2 separate regions of the Sus scrofa genome follow, and region 1 is linked to region 2. A link is a contact called in public HiChIP or PLAC-seq data. All regions are on one chromosome and are shown on one strand. Each heading gives the region's core, a stretch centred on a gene start, on an enhancer-like site or on the middle of the called end of the contact. The rest is flanking DNA. Distances are from core to core; before and after follow the strand shown. Region 1 overlaps FBF1 (fas-binding factor 1). Region 2 overlaps EXOC7 (exocyst complex component 7).

The links. HiChIP or PLAC-seq counts read pairs in DNA pulled down with a chosen protein or histone mark.
Region 1: an H3K27ac HiChIP or PLAC-seq map of skeletal muscle shows a contact between it and region 2. The contact joins two enhancer-like sites. A contact is called at or near these places in 1 of 47 Hi-C or Micro-C datasets (epiblast stem cells) and 1 of 2 datasets of contacts at active chromatin or transcription factors (skeletal muscle).

What each region holds. Positions count from the first base shown.
Region 1 is chr12:5,490,090-5,492,789 of Sscrofa11.1, reverse strand. It overlaps FBF1 (fas-binding factor 1), which reads right to left. Exons shown (of 30, transcript XM_021066608.1): 8 at 877-1,018; 9 at 288-365. Among named protein-coding and RNA genes, the nearest start is that of FBF1, 8.9 kb to the right of the region's middle. Within about 2 kb of position 1,334, at least 7 of the 83 cell types and tissues checked have an H3K27ac peak or open chromatin away from gene starts, as enhancers often do. A contact at or near this core is called in skeletal muscle, where this site is marked.
Region 2 is chr12:5,343,413-5,346,112 of Sscrofa11.1, reverse strand. The region is part of intron 6 of EXOC7 (exocyst complex component 7); the gene reads right to left. Among named protein-coding and RNA genes, the nearest start is that of EXOC7, 13 kb to the right of the region's middle. Within about 2 kb of position 1,417, at least 6 of the 83 cell types and tissues checked have an H3K27ac peak or open chromatin away from gene starts, as enhancers often do. A contact at or near this core is called in skeletal muscle, where this site is marked.

The DNA of each region.
Region 1 (2,700 bases), core at 85-2,584, 150 kb before region 2:
CCCTGCGATTGCGATGGGAAAGGGAATTTTTCCTCGACTTCATAAAATCTTCAGTTTGACACCTGGCTTCAAAGTCCCTGCAAGTGCGTGCCCCCAACAGCCCAGCCGGTGGAACAGAACTGGTCCCTCCCTGAAGCGAGGAGGGACGAATCAGTGCTGCCAGCTGTCGGCTCCTCATCTGACGACACAGCGACTCAGCCTCGGGCAGAAGCAAGGAAGCAGCGCCCTGGCTACTCCGCTCACAAAACCGAAGCGTCCCAGAGGCATGACTGCAAGGCCTGTGGTACCTTCGAAGGAGAACTTCCGGTACTGATGCCCAGAGCTGGTGGGAGAGGGAGGTAGCTTCTTGGCGGGAATGGCATCTCCTGCAGGGAGCAAAGACGAGGGAAGGTCTCAGGCCTTGGGGCTCTCTTGGCCCACGTGCGGCCACACGATGACCGGGACCACTGGGCTGGCGCAGGCTTCTACCCGGCGGCCAAGGGCCTGCGGCCATGGACACAGCCATGGGATAGGTCCCTAGTTCTCAAACAGGCTTCTGGCCTGGAAATGTGGTCAGGAAGCTCCCCCAGGCCTCTATGCACAAGTCATTCCAAACAGAAACCCAGGTTTGGGAGACGTACAGGCAACCAGAAAATCTCCAGTTAATCTCCAAGGGCTTCTCCAGGAGTGGCCACGCTGGACTTAGAGGGACTGGAAGAGGCCGAGGAAGGGTAAAAGCTCAGCCCGCCTCCCTCCCCGACCACAGACACCCAAACACCCACGAGGACACAGTGAGTGCCCGGCCGCCCTGCCCAGGCAGAGAAAACCCATGGGGACACGCGAGCACCTCCACACGCCCCACGTGGCCCTGGGTCTGGGGACCTATCTTCCACACACCTTTCTCGTGGGCAGTGAACACCCCGGCGGGTCTCAGTTTACTAGGCTGCTCTTCTTTCCCAGAGACCTTTGCGGACCTCGTGCTTGAGCCTAGATTCGACGTCTTCAGACCAAAGAGAACAGCATCCATTTCATCCAGGTCCTGGAAACGCGAGAAGGCGGGAGGCAGCCCCAAAGGTGCTTAGCCGGCGGCTCCGTGTCCCCGAGCTCTGAGCAGCCTGGGAAGGACGCTGCCTCCAGTCTCCACGGGGAACAAATGGGGACTTGGTGGGGGGGAACCGACCCCTCCAGGGTTACAGAACAAGGACAGAGGCAGGGCAAAAGCCCAGAGGTCCCACACAGCGTCTCAGATAAGCCGAACGGTCTCCTGGGACTTCTACCAGCCTTACTAGTAGCTGCTGCCTCAGTGCCAGGACGAGAGGGTGCCTAAGATCTGCTGACAGCAGCTTCTCACACAGGCTCAGCACACGCTGAAGCTGTTGGCCGTAGAAACAAAAGAGCAGGCTCCTGGGCAGTAAGGCGGGACCTGAGATAACCCTTCGTCCAAAGTCACGGGAAATCTGATCTGGGGCCCTTAGCCTGCCTGAGTCAGGGGACACCAAGTGCCATCCGAGGCAGCGGTAGGGTGAGACTGTTGGTCTGTGTCAACCGACGCTCTAGGGTGAGGACATTCAAAGCCACCCTAACCAGGCTGGGAGAGGAGGCGTCGGGACTCACTGTCACCACGAGCCCTGATACCGACTGGCGGCTCAACAACTCTGAAAGGACAATAGACTTGCACTTGAGGAGGGCGGCTGGCACGCCAGGGCCAGTATTGAGGAAGCAAAACAAAGTGAGAAAATTACTCAGAAAAGAGCTGAGTTGGGAAAGATAACAGAACCAAAGGCAGGCAGAGTGGGTGGGCGGTTCGGTTCCCGGTTCTGGAATGAGAGACTCAGAGCCACCGCCATTAGCCGAGTCAGAGGCCTCGAGGGGCCGACTCAGGGTCGCAGCGGCCTGGCCTTGGGCAAGCGTGGTTTCAAGTTGAGGGGAAAGAGGCTGACTCTGGAGCCAAGAAGGGAGAGATCCCAACTCTTTAGGGCCCCGCAGGTTGGCAGGCAGGTGCTCAGCCCTGGCTCCTGGCAACGCGGGTTGGCCAGAAGGGACATGAGGCGGAGGCCAGGCTGGACGGAAGGGGAGGAGGCACCAAGGGCGACTCAAGGTTTTAGGGCCCAGCCAGGCCGCCGAGCGCCGAGAGATTTCGCTTATGAACTGTTCAGATTTACGGCTCAAAATTCCCTGGCAGAGACTAGCTTGGGGCTTGATCTGATGAGAGGACAGCTGTACCAGGGGACCTGGCAGGAGAAATCTGGAGAAAGATTTAGGGGAGACCATCTCCCCTTTTCCTCAGGAGGGAGCCAGCCCCGTTTCACCAGAGGCCTGTGACGGGGCTGTGTCTCTGGGTGGGCAGATCCCCACAAACCAGGAAAACGGATTTACACCAGAGGGGCATGGAGGGCCAGAGCACGTGGATGAAAGCCATTCTTTTCGTTTTCTGGGGTTTTCTGCTTTTTACGGCCGCGCCCTTGGCATACAGAAGTTCCCAGGCTAGGGGTTGAATCGGAGCTACAGCTGCTGGCCTACACCACAGCCACAGCCACAGCCACGCAGGATCCGAGCCGTGTCTGCAACCTACACCACAGCTCAGGGCAATGCAGGATCCCTGGCCCACTGAGCCAGGCCAGGGATTGAACCTGCATCCTCACGGATGCTGGTCACATTCGTTTCCGCTGAGCCACGATGGGAACTCCCTGAATGCCATTCTTGCGCTCGGAAGGGCTCAGA
Region 2 (2,700 bases), core at 168-2,667:
TCACCAGAGCCACACAGAGAGAAGGTAAGAAGACCTGGGAAACGAGTGAGAGAAAACAGCAGCAGCCCCCACCTGCCCCAGGCCCACGCCCGTCCCCCAGGCCGCCCTCCCTGCAGGCCCCTCCCGGACCTCCACCCGCGGGAGGAGTTGCGGGAACGGAGGCGTTTCACTCCTCAGGAGGAGCTCCTGATTCTGCCGCTCACCCTCGTCATTCCAGATCTGAGCTCTTGTGTGTGTGTGTCTCTCTAAGCCCCCACCTGCCGCATATGGACGGTGCCAGGCTAGGGGAGCTGCAGCTGCTGGCCTGCACACCACAGCCACAGAAATGCAGGATCCAAGCCACTCTGCCACCTACACCGCAGCTCGAGGCCATGCCAGATCCTTAACCCACTGAACGAGGCCAGGGATCGAACCTGCGTCTTCATGGATACTAGTCAGTTTGTAACCCACTGAGCCACAAGGGGGAACTCCTGGATCTGAGCTCGTTTTCGGCAGTGCAGAGGGTGAAGGCGATGAGATGGGTAAGGATCCGTGGGAGGGGCCGACAATTAAAAACAGTGCTGAGTGGCACTGACTCAGAAGACTGCGGCTCAGGACGGAGGAGCTGGTGCCCACTAGCTCTTACACCCAGAGGGCACAACCAGGTGGCAGAGCCTGGGGGCACTCCCCTCCCCCCACCCACCCTCCCCCTGCCGCTAGATGGCAGGCAGCCTTCTCTGGGCACGCTCAGTGTCAAGACGTGGCCAAACAGGAGTCCAACGGAGAGCAGAGCCTGGGAGTTGGCGAAATGGGATTGAGCTTCCCCAGGAGAGCAATGCCCAGGAGGGCAGGCTTGGAGACCCCCAGGCAGACTGGCCCCACACACCAGGGGAGTGACCTGAGCCACCAAAGCAACTGGGAAAAACGCAAAAGCCAAGAAGAAGTTAACAGAGGCCACCTCACGGACGGCTGGAGGGAGGGCAGCAGGAGCGAGCACACGCTCCAGGCACAGGGGCAGAAACCAACAGCTCGTGTCCTGAGTGAGAACAACGGAAGCAACACCGCAGCGCCCGCAGCCCCTGGGTCAGCTGCCTCCGTGGGAACGAGACATCTCAGGGCAGAAACCGTGGGGAAATATAAAAACAGCACTGAAAACAGACATGCGCAGCTGCCCTGATAACCAGATGGGCCGGGGCCGGGAAGGCAGCCCTGAGTGGGATCTGGTCCCTTTTCCCTGGAGACGCCCAGGTCCTCCACCGCAGCTCTGAACACGGGGAGCCTGCTGGGGTCCTGGCAGCTCCCCAAAGGACTGAGGGAGAGGGGACGGCGTCTGGAGCGGCTGTTTGTGCCAACCACAATTAGTTACTCATGAGCCAGTGTGCGGCTCCAGCCCGGCACCTGTCTCGCTGTGTTCTCCTCCTTCAGCAAGTAGTCCTGCTAATGAGCGATTCAGATTCCCGCCCCACAACCAACTAGGACCAGATGGGCCCGCCGGGCCATCAGGAGCCTCGCCAGCACACTGGCATGTATGTGGGTCGGGGACGCTGATCTGGCAGCCGCTAAAGCCATCAGGCGCCCAGTTACCACGGATGTCGCTGAGGCTGGTGTCTCGTTACCCCCGAGGCCACCCTGCCCCTCTCCTCAAGAGCTGGGGGCCTGCCTCTAGCTCCCAACATCGGACCTGAGCCCCAAGGTTCCGGACAACCCTTGAAACCCCAAAGAAACCAGAGGGACGCTCACAGCCGGCGTTTTCCTTCTAGGGCTACAGGGCTGGGATGGATGAGGTCCACTGGGAGCCCAAAGATCAGATCTCTGGTCCCTGCATGGCCAGCAGCATCCTGCATGTGGCCTGGGTTCCAGGCCTCCAGGGGTCCCAGAGGAGACAGAGGGGAAGAAAGCACAGCCCGGCCGGGGCCCAGCAGCCTCGTGGAAACAGCCGCAGCCCAATGCACGAGGCACAGGCACGAACCAGGCCTCGAGCAGGCAGCTGCGGCTGCCCTGGCTGGCTTGTAGAGTCCCTGACCGTGGCAGGTTCTCCGAGGGAGCAGCCAGGAGAGCCAAGCTGGAGGGGAAGGCTGTGCACTTTCTGCTGGGCTGCCCGGCCTCTGGACCTCGACGCTGTGCCTCTGCGGGCAGCCTCTGCCATTTCTCTAAGCCCTGAACAAAGCGCTGGGGAGGAGCAGATGCTCGGGCCACTGTGAGCAGATCTCCTGCTCTCTGAGAGGCCGGGCAGCTCGGGAAAACACTGTCCCAAGGGACGGGTCCCAGAGCAGCTGGACGGGGTGGGCGAAAGTGGGAGCAGCCCCAGGGCTCGCTGGCTCTCTCTCCTGGTGCCTGCAGCCCCTCCGCTGGAACCCCCACCCCGGCCTCTCGAAGGCAACCCCTCTCAGCAGCCAGAACAGCCAGGCTTGTCAAGCCGAAGCTGACACACAGGGACACTGTCACCTGGAGCAGAGACTACAGGGGACAGGATGATGGGAAGAAGGACAGACAGTGAGCTGCTCGCCCAGGCCAACCAACAAGCCACAGCCCAGGCCTCTTCCACCTCAATGCCCCTCCCTCAACTCTCCCACCGCAAGGCACCAACTTCTTGCGGAGCCCAAAAGCCAGGTGAGGGTCTTTGGAGAGGATGGCCTGGGATGGTTTTCTTTCTGGACTGACTGTAAAAGCATAAACGTTCCTGTATCTACTTTTTTTTTGCCATGGCTGAGGCATGTGGAA